2 separate regions of the Rattus norvegicus genome follow, and region 2 is linked to region 1. A link is a contact called in public Hi-C data. All regions are on one chromosome and are shown on one strand. Each heading gives the region's core, a stretch centred on a gene start, on an enhancer-like site or on the middle of the called end of the contact. The rest is flanking DNA. Distances are from core to core; before and after follow the strand shown. Region 1 holds the start of LOC120097017 (a long non-coding RNA gene). Region 2 overlaps Msra (methionine sulfoxide reductase A).

Evidence for each region. Hi-C and Micro-C count contacts between places; a contact is called where the count stands out from the background.
Region 2: a Hi-C map of liver shows a contact between it and region 1, with 2.1 times the contacts expected there. The contact joins two enhancer-like sites. A contact is called at or near these places in 3 of 12 Hi-C or Micro-C datasets (hepatocytes, kidney and liver) and 1 of 1 datasets of contacts at active chromatin or transcription factors (oligodendrocytes).

What each region holds. Positions count from the first base shown.
Region 1 is chr15:42,557,679-42,564,881 of GRCr8, forward strand. The region is part of intron 5 of Msra (methionine sulfoxide reductase A); the gene reads right to left. LOC120097017 (a long non-coding RNA gene) reads left to right here and starts at 1,745. Exons shown (of 3, transcript XR_005494053.2): 1 at 1,745-4,918. Within about 2 kb of position 4,718, at least 29 of the 93 cell types and tissues checked have an H3K27ac peak or open chromatin away from gene starts, as enhancers often do. A contact at or near this core is called in liver, where this site is marked.
Region 2 is chr15:42,605,968-42,613,170 of GRCr8, forward strand. All of the region lies in intron 5 of Msra (methionine sulfoxide reductase A), which reads right to left. Among named protein-coding and RNA genes, the nearest start is that of Prss52, 89 kb to the left of the region's middle. Within about 2 kb of position 3,109, at least 2 of the 93 cell types and tissues checked have an H3K27ac peak or open chromatin away from gene starts, as enhancers often do. A contact at or near this core is called in liver, where this site is marked.

The DNA.
Region 1 (7,203 bases), core at 3,468-5,967:
GATTCTGCAGCTTCTAGTGTCTAAGAGCCATGCAGGAACTAAGTATGGTGGCTTTGATGCACAGACCTGATGAATTATTATGGGCTTGCCCTGACGCCATCTTTGTTCTGGGTACTTGCCCTCACTCTGCTAACCAAGAGGTGCTTTGGCTGTGGGGTTTGTGGGTATAGAGTTAGTAGATATGATGTTCTCTTCAGTCTTCAGAAACAAACATTCCTCATGGCTTCTATATTGCAAAAGGAACTCCCCATTGATACCGTGTAAACACATCCTCCTGGGAGCTTGCTGGTCGCTTGCAGCTAAGTATTTTGTGCAAAGAGCATTTCTCCAGCATGCCTGTGTTTTGATGGGGTTTCTGTTGTTGACATAGTCTTACTGCTTCTCTGTACCTCTCTCCCAAGCTAGCCGCCATATTTGCAAATGAACACTATAGGCTTCCAGTTGCTTCCACTGAGCAACCTGGGCTATGGGATGGCACACAGTGAGTGTCATATGGTTGCTTGTTTGGTATGATATTGTGCAAAATGTGGCTTCAGAGCTTCCCACCTCAGGAAAGACATGGCAAGAGGACACTCTGTGAGTGGGGAGGACTTTCGCTACTGGTTACAAGAGATCCACCAACATTGCAGCTGGCTGTAGTAACGGGCCTGTCAGGGCTCTCAGCCATGCCCTGAGAACCCAGCAGGGACAGACGCATTTTATAAGGCAGCATTTCTCAACCTGTGCGTCACAACCCCTTTGGAGTCTTATATCAGATATTTACATTATTATTCATAACAGTAGCACAATTACAGTTATGAAGTAACAATGAAATGATTCTCTGTGGTCAGGGATCTGTATTATAGGTCACAGCATTAGAAAGGTTGAAAGAACCATGCCATAAAGGCCTCTTCTCAGTTTAGGAGCAACTCCATATCAGCCAAATGCCTGGGAATGGGAAGGGATGAAGCCTAGCACAGCTGAGGTAATGGGAATTGTGAAGGGAGTGGACAGTAGCCATCATCTACAGTCAAGCTCCAAATAGGAGAGCCAGCGGATCTGAGGAAGGGCCTCCCATGCCCAAGGTCTGCCCTGCCTTCTTCTTTACCTCACATAACATTGGCCTTTTGAAGCATTTAAGTACATTAAGCAAGCACGCTTACAGTGTTGTGCAGACACCACCATCACCCATTTCTAGACCCTTTCCATCATCCCAGACAGACACTCTACTCATTAAGCAATGGTTCCACAGCTCCTTGAACCTCAATTCCATTTGTCACTGCAAGGAATTTGCCTATTCCAATGGCCTGCCTGGTAGTTGGATTATGTGGTCTCATCTGTTTGTGTCTGGCTTAGTTCGTTTTGCAGCATGCCATTTTGTATCATCTCCCCAGATTCTTGAGGAGAAAAGGTTAATAGGTCCAACAACTCAAGGAACCTCACGCTGGTGGTCACGGATGCTCTGATTCAAGATGGCGACCATTATGAACCATGAGATGGAGGAATGTTTTACATTTTGAGGAACTGCCCTAGAGAGGACTGCCTTCTTAGACTGCCATCGTGGGGCACAGGCGTCTGATATCTGCACCTCCTCCCAACGTTTCTTTTTCTCCATCTTCTATATTTTAAAATAACATTTATCCTTGAGATTATAAGTACCTCACTGTCATTTTAACTTGATTTTTTCATTTTCTTAATAAGCACCCTTTTATGAGCTTATTAGGTAATTTATATCTTCATTGGTGAAATGTCTGTAACATTTCTTTTTCTTTTTTTCTCACTGATGAGAACTGAACCCAGGTATCCAGATAAATAAAGTGGGGGCTCTGTTGATGACCCACATATCAGCTTCTGTCCATTTTTGAAATGTGTTATTTGTAATTTTCTTATAGAGGAGAGGTGTTTTTCTCTACAACCTAGGAACCAATTCCTCATCAGGTGCATGATTTGGATGGGTTTGTAGACCCATAAGAACAACAATACCAACCAACCAGAGTTCCCAGGGACTTAACCACCATCCAAAGAGACAGACCCATGGCTCCAGCTGCATATGTAGCAGAGGATGGCCTTTTTGGGCACCAAATGGGAGGAGAAGCCCTTGGTCCTGCCAAGGCTGGATGCCCCAGTGCAGGGTAATGTCAGGGCAAAGAGTGGGAAGGGGTGGGTGGATGGGTCAGGGAACACCCTCATAAAAGAAGGGGGAGGGGGTGGGATAGGGGTTTATAGATGTGAAACCGGGAAAGGGGATAGCATTTGAAATGTAAATAAATTTTTTAAATCCAATAAAAATATTAATATTTAGAAAGAAAGAAAATCCTTTTACCAGTTTGGTGGGCTATCTTTTCACTCTAGTGACAACTCAGAGATGCACATAAGTTTTTAATTTAATAATGTCCAATTTATTTCCTTGTCTCAAACTGTCTGTGTGTTGACTACTGCAGCCCAAAAACCAAAATATAATTCCCTTAAGTCTTTTGAAAACACAATGAAGATTTTCCTGTGTGTCTTCCCCAAAAGGTTCACTGTTTCAGCTTGTGGTCTACCTTTGTGATTTATTTTGAGCCTGCTGTTATACTGTGTAAGGTAAGGACTCAACGCTCTTTTGTATACACCTCCACTCAGAGATCTGGGTGTCTCACTGTCCCAGCACCATCTGTTGAAAATACCAACTTTTCCCCATGACTACCTGCTCTGGTTTGAATGTTAACTGTCGCTTACAGGTTTGTGTGTTTGAACCTTCAGCCCCCAGCTGGTGGTGCTGTTTTGGGAGGCTGGGAAAACTTTTGGGATGTGGTAAGCATTGGCTGGATGAGGTAGGCCACAGAGGACATGCTTTTAAGGTGATGGCTCAGCCCTGCTTCCAGTCCTGTTTTCTGCTTTGTGATCTCCCAGGATGTAAGGAGCTGATGTCCCATACCCCCACTACAACTAATAAACTCATCTCAGCTGCTGTGGTTCACTGTATCCTCTGAAATTGGGAGCCAAAATGCCAGCCCCCTCCCCCATCAGTCGCCACAGGGAGCATAACAATACTCTTGTGGAAATCAATTGATTGATCATCCATGTGAGTCCTGACATCCCAAATGCGCCCCTTAGCCTCTCCTCACTCCACTGCCACCTCAGCAGTGTGACTCCCACAAGAAGGTGACAATAGGTACTTGAGCATCTCTCAACTAGACTGTCATGGCCTGCAGAGTGTAGGCCCCTACAGCAGGTACAGGGTTCAGAGTCAGTGTGGATCCACAGGTGTATTTCTCCTCACACATCTGTTCCCACTCCTCAGTTTTCCCTGTCATCAGCCACACTGTGAGGAACCTTGATAGTCTTAGCTCCAACCTCGTTCATTCACTACACACACGCACACGCACACACACACACACCACACACACACGCACACACACATACACACACACATAAACACACACATGCACACACACACTCGCGCACACACACCACACACACATGCACACACATGCACACACATGCACACACACGCACACACACGCACACACTCGCACACACACACACACACACACAGAGAGAGAGAGAGAGAGAGAGAGAGACAGAGAGAGAGAGAGAGAGAGAGAGAGAGAGAGAGAGAGAGAGAGATTTCGTTCTCCAGACCCCAGTTGCTTCTGGTCCCAATTATTTTAATCCTTATGCCTTCTCCCACTGAGTTCCTGGTCAGGAGGAGCCTCACTTCCCCACTCTGCCCTGCATTTCCAGAGCAGCTTGGTTGTCACCTCCTCGGTGATGGCTGTGGATTGTCCCCAGGACTGTGCCCCAGAAGCAGAGCTGTGTCTTTCCTACATGCTGTGCATCCCTGCCGTTTATTGCTCTGACAGCCACATGGATGACTGTACTGATACCCGTCCTCGGAACCAGCCCAATCCCCCTGTCATGATGTCATGCCTCTTACGCTGTAGTGGGTGGTGACCCTACAAAACACTCAGCCCAGGAGATCTCTCAGGCTTCTCATCTTGGTTGTGCCAGTTTCTCCCCTTGGACATGAGGCACTTGAGGACAGGGACTGTCCTCTTTCCACCTTTGCAGCCCCAGCCGGAACCTGGCACACAGCAGGTGCCGATAAATATTTGCTAAATAAAGGAATGCATGACTTCAAACTCGGCTTTTAAAGTTCTGCAGCCCTTGGAAAATTCCACAGTTTATGCAGCTGCTCCTGTCCTCTGTACAAATAGGCACTTTATCAATCCAAGGCTGGCAGCAGATCTGCTGAGCCTAACTCAAGCCTCGGGCTCCTTCCCAGAGCAGTCCCTCCACTCAAACGGGGCTGCATCTGCCTCCCTTGATAGGTGCTTCTGCCAGGAGCCAGGAAAAGCTTGATGCATGCCTCCCCTTCCCAATGCTATTTTCAAAGCAACTCAGAAGCAATCGTGATATTTTTTGCCCTTAAGAACAAGACAACTCCTTTGACATAATAAGGTTAAAAAAGAAACTGAAAAAAAAAAGAAAGAAAGAAAAAGAAAGAAAAAAACTCTGCACTGCATTTCCTTTCAGCTGGGTGGAAAAACCCAATCTCCAGTTCCAGCTGGCAGGCTGTTGGACTCTCGCTTCTGAGGAGAAGGGGAGCGGAAAGATCAGCCCTGTGCAGCTGAGGACTTATTTTTGGCTGTGCAGCTGGTGAGGAGTTGCTGGCAGCAGGCAGCATCTCCTCAGCACCGAGGCAGGGGCATGACACTGCATGGACAGAAGAGCCCTCTTTGGGGCTGGGTACCACACTCTCCTGTTGGCAACACTGACAGGTTGGAATGATTCTGGGCAAAGGACTCCAATGGGTGACCTCTGGGTCCGAGGGACTTGAGGTTCCCTCGGGAGAAAGGGACGTTTACTGAAACAATGGCTTCAGGAATCCCCCCTATTGCCCTTGAGGACAGTCCTGGGCTGAAAGAGCAGCAGTACTAAAGCAACATGGGAACAGGTGAGTGAAATGGCGGAGTCAGAGTCCAGGTCTCTCACTATGAAGGGAGCAGTTCCTAAGTGTTTGACAAGAGAGAGTGACCAGACTTTCACATAACTGTGGAATGCCTATCCACCAGGAATGTGGGTAGAAGAATCGTCTTTGGGTTTGCACGCACACACTCACCCATGCACACGCACATGGACTGGAAAACAGTGGGGGGTGGGGATGACTATGACGTTATCTCTATGGCCAGTAAAGACCACTCTTTTTTTCTTGAAACATGATCTCCTGTGTCTGGTGCTAGCCCTTAAACTTGCTATGTATCTGAGGATAACATCGAACTTCTGATCTTCTAACTCCACCTCCCAAGTGCCGGGTTTACAGGTAGATACCACCACATGTGCCTTCATACCTGGTTTTTATGTGCTGAGGATTGAGCCCAAGGCTCCATGCATGGCAGACAAGCACTCCACCAACTGAGATTCATTCTTAGTCTGAGACTTAAATTTTTTAACAGCCTCCAAAATGTAGATTTCTATTTAGAACTTAAAAGATCCATTGTCTTTGATCAGAAGCATTATTACCCATTTGCTTTGAGCCCTGTCTGCTCTGTCTATCAGGACGATGATATGACAGCCCAAGGTCAAGGTTAGCTCAAGAAGGAGCAGAGGCTTCTGTCCACTTCATCTGTCAAAGCAATGAGACAATGGCCTTGTTTCTCTGTCTTTTTTCTTTTTCTGGTAATTTAGAACAACAGGAATAAAAAGTCCTAAAGACTAAGAAAAAAAAGTATTATTCAAGAGAGAGTTTAGGTTTTTTTTTTAACATTAATATTCCATCCAGATACTCAATACTTCAAAAACATCTTCCTGTTTAATGTAGCATATTTTAAAATGGAAATCTAAAGCAAGAGAGTATGGAGTATGGAGAGGCCGCTCACTGACAGAGTGGCCTCTATTCAAGCTTAGGGGTGTGTGCCAGCCTGCTTTTAGCTCCCATCCTGGATTAAACCATGGTGAAGACAGGGTTCTGTCCAAGGGGACCTCTGGACAGCCCATTAAAGCCTAGACCAGCCGGCGGTGCTAAGAAAGGGTATGGAGCCTCTCTTGTGCTCCCCCATGGCATGCTGTACTAAACTCACCCCCAAAATCCTGGCCCCCCAAACCCTTTGGTCTTCTGGATTTCCTTGCAAATGGGCTCAACCCGATGGACATTCATGGAGCTTCTATAAAGTACCAGAATCCATGGTTAGTCCCAGAGGGGTAACATGCAGGAAGAGAAGGTTCTAGTCATTTGGACCCTTTGTTTATACCTACGAGTTATTTCACATACATCAGAGGGGGCTCAGAAAAACACAGCAGGGCCAGAGGGAGTACAGGGGATAAGAGATCCAGGAATAAAGGTAAAACACACACCCAAGGGTCACCGAGTCTTTTCCTGCTGCTAAAACAGAAACACAGCTATGGCTGTACAGCTCAGCAGCCTTACTCTTCAAACTGTCAGGGGATGAAAAGCCTTGCATAGAATTCCAGGGTTTGAAAGATGGAGTCTGGCACACAGTAGGCACTTGAGATGTTGCTGCTCGGATGCTAGCCAATGTCATCAGTCTCTGAGAGGCCATGCCTTGGGGCACAAATATCAGACTGATTAGCTTTGGCCAGAGGCCCCAGGAAGGCCTTTCCCAGTAACTCTCACCAAGTTCTGGGAGGCTCCATGGGAGCAGGCCAAGAGCTACCGTGGTAAGATTCTGCTGCCACGTCAGGTTGGGGCCACGTGACATATCCTCACCCTCAGTGGACTTGAGAAACTTCACTTACTCAACACAAACATATTGAGCTTCTAAATAAAGGTACGGTGTGAAGAAACAAAACCAAAGTAAACAGAACAAAAAGAAGGTTCTAGAAACACTTTTTTCTTTTCGTTTTTAGACACTGTCTCACTATTGAGCCCAGACTGGCCTGGAGCTCACTGTGTAGACCAGGTTAGCTGTGAACTCACGCCTGCTTCTGCCTCCCAAGTGTTGGGATTAAAGGCCTGTGCCACCATGCCAAGCTAACAAACATTTCTAAGGGCAGCACTCCTGAGTTAAGAGTAAATGCTCAAGGGCATTCAACAAACACATTAACTGGCATCAAGTTCGAGGCTTCCCCGGAAGTCCTTCCCCTGCAGAGCCTACCACCATCTGCACTCATCCTGAAGAGCGTCCATGGCAGGCCGTGCTCAGGGGACCACAATGTGTGTTCTCATCATGGTATTAAAAAGCTCTCAGTTCCGTTTCCCTGCACTGTGTCTCTGCTTATTCT
Region 2 (7,203 bases), core at 1,859-4,358, 47 kb after region 1:
GAGAACCTCTGGCACGAGTGCTTCAGATCCTGATCCTTGTGACTGAAATATGAAAAGCTCCCATAGGTTCATGTGTTTGAATATTTGGTGCCTAGTTGGTGATGTTTTGGGTGAGATCTGGAGCATTTTGGAGGTGGAGCTTCTCTGGAGGAAGTGGGTCATTTGGGGTGGAGCTTGGGAGTTCTACAGCAAGCCCACTTCCTGTCCTCTCTCGGTTTCCCGCCTAGGGATGCAGTGTGACCAGCTGCCTCAGTGTCACTCCCTATCCCGTGATGAGCTACCCACCCTTAAACCCTGAATCACTCAGTGTCACTCCCTATCCCATGATGAGCTACCCACCCTTAAACCCTGAATCAGAGCTGCTTTCATCAGGTGTTTTGTCATAGCAAGGAGAAGAACTAGAGCTCCATTCTAGAACCACCGAGAAGTCACTGCAGTTAACTTAACCCGCTCGTTCGTGATTCTCTGTGTGTAACACACTGAATGGCCAGCCATTTTCAAGCACATGTGGACAGCTTTGGAGAGGTGGTAGTCAGATGACTGGAAGACAGGATTTTCCCTTGGTGGTCACATAGCTCTTGACCACAGGGCAACAGTAGAACGCAGGCCCTGCATCTTCCTTTGCTCCTCTTTGACTAAATGAGAGGCTCTGGTCTTGCGGCTCAGAGCTAAGGATCCCATGGCAGTGTTACGTAAGAGGCTGCTACTTGGGACTACAGAGTGTTCTGCCTTCAAAATGATCTTTGGGTAAACAAGAGCCACAAGTAGTGTCTCCCAGAGAGATACTCAGCAAGACAGAGGATGAATCAACTCATTCATTCATTATTGACACACACATGTGTCAGCACAGGATCTGAGCTAGCAGGGCCCATAGTGTGCAGATGATCTCTTTGGTTGGAGATGTAGGACTTGACTTAAAAATCTCTGCCCTTTATTGTTATGTTTCTGTTTTCTTGTGAAGTCTTCAAATGAATATATGCCATTTTAAAGATGTGGCACAAACCCGCTGGCTGCACTTAGGGGCCACAAGGGATTTATCCCCCAAAGAACAAAATGCCACATTTACATTTGTGGAATAAGGAGACCGGGGTTGCCTCCAGTCACAGTGCTCTCCCCTGAACTGATCAGGAGACAATGGTTTTGGAAAGCAATTTGCAAATGGGTGATACAATAGACACACACTTTCCACTGGGCAGGGAGTGTGAGAAAAACACATGCTAGAAACAAATTTTAATCATCATAAATCAGGCTTCCATTTGCTCAACTGTAATAACACAACCTGCAGCTCATCATGAGGCTTCCTGCCGCCCGCCCTCAGAACACGATTGCTCCTGCAGGACACGCAGCATGGGTTGTTGCATCTGACGTGCAAACAATTACATCCCGTGTCAGCTCTGCTTATATACTGTTGGGAAGGGAGACAGACAGAAGCATCTCAACAACTGGAATGGCCTTGCACTGAGATGCCGCAGAGCTGCAGATATGGTGAGCACTGGGTTCACTGAGAGACCCTGTCTCAAAGAGTAAGATGGAGGGCTGGAGAGATGGCTCAGCAGTTAAGAGCACTGGCTGCTCTTTCAGAGGACACACACTATGTGCATCTTAGCTCTTAACCATCTGTAAATTCAGTTCTAGGAGCTACAACATCCTCTTCTGGCCTACCCAGGTACCAGACAGATCTATGATGCACAGACAAATGCAGGCAGAACATTAATATATATATATAAAATAAAATAAGGTAGAGAAGTGACTGAGGCAGACATTCAACACAACCTCTGGCCTCCACATGCACTTGCATGAGTCAGTGCACCTGCCCAACACAAACCATACAACACACAATATGTTACATATAACACACAATATGTTACATATAACACACAATATACAATATATACCACTCTGACCAGTTTAGGCCTCAAGGACAGAAGTTTATAGACTAATGGGCCCTTTGACTAGAACAAGCAGATGTTGCAATGGCTACAAACACAGCAAGCCAAGGCAAGAGGGAGTTGGCAAGGAAGAGACTTGATGTCATACAATCCCTGCAGTAGCCCCAGTGGCAACTTGGACATCCAATTCAGAGCAAAGTCATGGCACTTACTCTTAGTTGAAGGCCCCCAGCCAACCAGTACAGGGTCAGCTTCCCGTCACTTTTGTAGCGGTGGAGTAATTAAACTGCTTTGGTTCCCAGTGGGTCACATGTGCACCCGCCCAAGAGCTCTCTGGATTCTCGAAGGAAAGATACACATAAGCAGCTAACTTTGATATGCCTTGACTAACTCAGTGGTTGAGCATTTTTCATCCTCCCCTCACTGAGCTTACATTCTCCCCTCCAACTTTCCTGTATCAACCTGTATCAATCTACATTTCATCTCCGCTACCCCAGACCCAATTGGGTGAGTAGTGACCTCTAGGGTCATTTTCCCAAATCCCTACAAGACTGGTTGTTTTCTTTCCTGCAGGTCTTACATCTGATCCTTCTCCCTCTGAGTCATGGTGATTCTCTATCTCTCTTCTCTCTCCCGGCCCCTTGCCTGCACAATCGAGAAGCCCCTCTTCTATCTTTCTGCCCAGCCATTGGCTGTATGGCAATTCTTTATTATCAGTTGAAGTCAGTTGGGGGCAGGGCCCTCAGGTCTGGAAGTATGGCTTTTTTGGGAGTAGAAATTTGACAAAGCATTAGAACCAATCCCCTACACGCTTTCACTAGAGAGGGCATGCTGAGGTGTGGTGTCAGGAAAATGGCTGCCTAGGTTCCTCTGAAGAAGTTTGAGGGCTGCCTTTGCTAAAAATAGGGCCCTATAAGGGTACACAGTTATCTGATGGGGATGATTATGGGATGGGGGATGAGGCCTCCCTGGCTTGAGGCTGTTCCACTCTGCTGAATCTACTCAGCTCTGTGAACAACCTCACTTATCAGTGCAGACGTGTTTCCCCAGGGCTACAACCCAGGGTCAAGTTGGGCTGCCTCCTGAGAGGGTACGGTGTGCTCTTCCACTCTGCTCTCGTGTTTTCTCACTGACTCTAGAGCCTATAGTTCCTCCAGCCTTGCCAGAAGGCCCACACTAAACCATAAGGCCAGGATGTTTATGCAGGCTGGTACCAGCAGAGAGAAACTCAGCAGTTCCTGGGTTAGGTAACCACCCATTAGCCTGAGAACCTCTAGGGAAGACTGTCTGCACACGAGATGGAAAAACATCTTTTGAAACTGTGCCCATGACCAATGGTCAATTTCCGAACTTTAGTCCACTGCAGAAAATCAATGAAGCCACTAAATTCTTTGATGGGTGAACAATCCTTTGCTCTTAATGCCCTGTGGCTTCAGCTGAGATCTCAGAAAAGCTTTGCTTGTTTTGTTTGTAACATGTAGCTTGGACTCATACACAACACACACACACACACACACACACACACACACACACACCTATAAAATACTTTTATTTTATGCCTTCATGTATGTCTGCACACTACATGTGTGCCTGGTGCCTATGGAGGTAAGAAGGCACCTGGAACTAGAGTCACAAATGGTGTGACCTGTGATGTGCATGCTCCCAGGCACTGCGCTATCTCTCTACCCCAGCTTAGGCCCATGTCTACTGTACCTCAGTTGTAAGATTCCACCATCAGCTCTCAAGCTCCGTGGGTCTGTGTGCTTCAGAGACCATGGGAACTTGCAAGCTTTCTCCCAGGGTCTACATGATCAAAGCCCCCTCCTCACTGATAACGTGGTGTATTTCTTCTTTCACCTTTATGATCTCAGGAGTGTAAGTGGAGTTTCCCAAGAGCTACAGTAGATGCGATTGACGGCCTCACTCCAGCAGCTGAGACATGTGCTTGGGTCAAAAAAGTGCCCAGTTCCTATCTCTAGGTGATGAATAGCAAATAGAAACTCTTTTTTTGGGGGGGGGGTAGGATTCCTGAATAATTCTTGAAGGTTTAAAGAGGTCCTGAGAGCCCAAACTCTGAGGATCACTAGTCAAGGTTAAATCTGAACGACAATGGAAACCCATAGGCCTGCCTATGAGCTAGAGTCTACAACAGACGAGGACAAAGACAAAGTCTGAAAGGCTGGGGCTGTCATTTAACTATTTCACAGCTGACTCATAAGTAGACATTGTTGATACCAAGTATGGAGCAGGCCTAGTCACCACCACATGGCATAGGGAGCTGGCAGTTAACTCTCTCCTAAACTCCTAACTGTAGCTCACCTCCCCTCACCCCTCACAGGCAAGTCAGAGGAAGAAGCACGTTGCTAGGAAACAGCTATAGCTCTCACTTCCTTAGCATCATCTTTGCTCCCCATGCTTTCCTTACCATCAGCTGTGTGGTCAAGGTCAAACTCCAGGGAAAATCATGTGACTGGTGTCTCTGAAGACTTCTGTGTAAACTATGATGTATTAGGATGGGAAGAACATGTAGGGAATAAAAGGCAGGCAACAGAGCCAGGGGCCCATCCTCCATGGAACATAGGATTAGACCCATTTTAGAGACTAGTGGAGACAGAGTGTGAGTTACTTACTCAGGTTTAGACAAGTCTTATCTGATGCCAGAATCTAGACACTATATTTTAGGTCCACTATTCTGAGGTCCACTATTGACCTCAAGATCAAATCATTTAGGGATTTTTTAAAAGTTCACATCAGTCAGCTCTACCCATGAAGGTTCTAATTCCATGGATGTGGGTGGGACTCTGGAAGCTTCAGAGTTTATCAGAGGACCCACTTCTTCTTGGCCTCAGCTACAAATGCCATTTGGGGAAGGTGGAAAGCTTGTTCCAGCCAACACACCTAGCTGGATGTTTTGGGGTCATGTTTTTCTTGAAGAAATAAGACTTTTAGTATCATGTGAGAATTGTTCTTTGTATGAGGACAAGCAGGTATCAGGTAACTAGAGAAAGTGATACATGAGTGTGTCACCCAGTGACTCCATAGCCAGGAGTCACCCATACATTTTCATAATTTTGGTTCTGCGTACAGTTTTCTATGACACTCACCTCTGCAGCATACTGACACTTGGGAACTACTTTGAGAACTGAATTGAGTGTGGTAAAGTAGGTACTGTGATCCTGTAGCCTCGTGTATGGGTTAAAGACAGGCATGACCCCCACATGACCACTGGAATACAGTTTGATAATCTGATGCTGTGGGCCCGAAAGAGTCTAGGTTCTGGCACTGGCTCAGACTGAGGCTCATCTGGAACAGGCCGCTGTGGCTCCTTGGTAATTTGGGGCCGTGTCCAAACTTTGGGGTCTCAATCTCAGCATTCATGTAGACTTGATTTCCCATGTTACATAGAACAGATCTCAAATCAGCATGGCTTGATCCACCTAAATTTGAGGCTGGAGTGGGAGAGGGCCTGAGAAGGTAAGAGGGCATGTCACCAAGCCCACACAATCCCTCCTACATAGTGAGACAACATGGTGGGGAATCCTACTGTCTTACCAGAAACACACCAACAAGAACTCAAATCAAGGACAGGGCAAGTGTAGAAATGATCTGACTCCTGATACATATGTTGACTTCCCCATAGATCTTATGCTTGTTCGATTCTCTTTTTGTGGCAACAAAATACTTGATCAAACCAATATAAGCATAGAGAAGGGCGGGGCAGCAGACGTCACTTGAGGCAGCAGGTCACATGGCCCTCAGAGTCAGAAAGGCAGAAAGGGAGAGGGCTGCTCAGTTTGCTCTCTTTATACTGTAGCCCATAGATGACGCCACCCACATTTAGGTTGAGTCTCCACATTCCAATGTACTGTATCTAAAAGTCTCCTACAGAAATGCCTACAAGCTTGTTTCTCAGCCCTATCAGGGTGACATCATAGATCCCAGCAGAAGTAGCTAGAATAAGTCTTGAATTACAAATTCTAGCAATTCATGACACAGACTCAGTTCAGGGTTGGGTACCCTCCTGGAGAAAGGTTGCTTACCCAGCAAAGTTTCCTACTCTCCACAGTCAGAGAAAGGATGGCACTGTGAGAATTTTACCAGTTACACGTCAGTCACTGGCCCTTGGTTACCTGCCTGTGAATTACAGTTTATGCTCATGAGCTTATGGGCTGAGGAAGCAGGGCCTGTCAAGCAAGAGTGTCAAGTGTCCTCCACAGCTGTGTGCTTTGAACCCTTATTCTCCAGTTGATGGTGATACTTTGGAAGCCACGGAACTTTTGGGAAGTGGGGGCTTAGGGATAGATATAGGTCCTTTGGGGACAGGAAAATTGCCTCAGAAGTTAATAGTCGAGCCAACCCCAGGTTCTGGTCTTGTTTTCTCTACTGCCCAGTAAGACATGATGTGTACTATCTCAGCCATACACTCTACCCTGTCTTTCCTGTTGTGATTGACATGAGCTAAAATAAATCCCTCCTCCTCAAAGTTGTTTCTGTCAGGCATTCTGGTCATACCCATGGGACATAACCTAGCACACGATCCCTTGGCACCTGCAGGTGACACAAAAAGATTGGGCAGATTTTCACCTCCCAGCCGTCCTCAATGTCAACTCTATGAAGTCACCTCAGTTGATGCAGACACAGTGATAATCCCAGTGAATTGAGGAAAGGGAAAAGGATCAAGTGTGAGACCGTTTCCCAGATGGAGAGTGAAGCATGCTGATGACAGTGGTTTGCCCATCATCTGCTCCCTGCACTCCCTGTTTGCTGGGCTGTACCTTGCCTTGGCTGGTTTTCTGTGCTGCGGGGAACCTCCCTTTAGCCTCGCAACCGTCCAGGGTGTGAGCAGGCAGGGTCAGTGCAGCTTGTTCTGTTATGTGGATTAGGTAATGGCATTCTAAAAGTTGTTAAATGAGTCACTGAAGCAACTCTCTCAAAGAGGCTTTAAAACACACACACACACACACACACACACACACACACACACAGTGTACCTACTTGGTCTTTTTCTCAATCCTAAAACACCGTTTCCCTGTTATTATTCTGGACCACCTTTTGCTTTCTGGAAGGAACTATTTCCTTCTCTAAGATCCCCCTTCTACACCCAAGGTGCACACAATGGCTCCAATTTTCTTCTCAGTCCCCATCCCTGCAATCCTGTTTGCTTTTCTCCTACAGAAGGGCACTCTTTCCCTCTGCTGCTCCTTGACTGACCCTGGAGTCTGTTCTTTCTTATCTATTATCAGCCTGCCTAACCCCTGCTTGGCTGGGTCACCTAATTTCCCTTCTACCTCCTGGTCTTATTATTAGTCTTGCT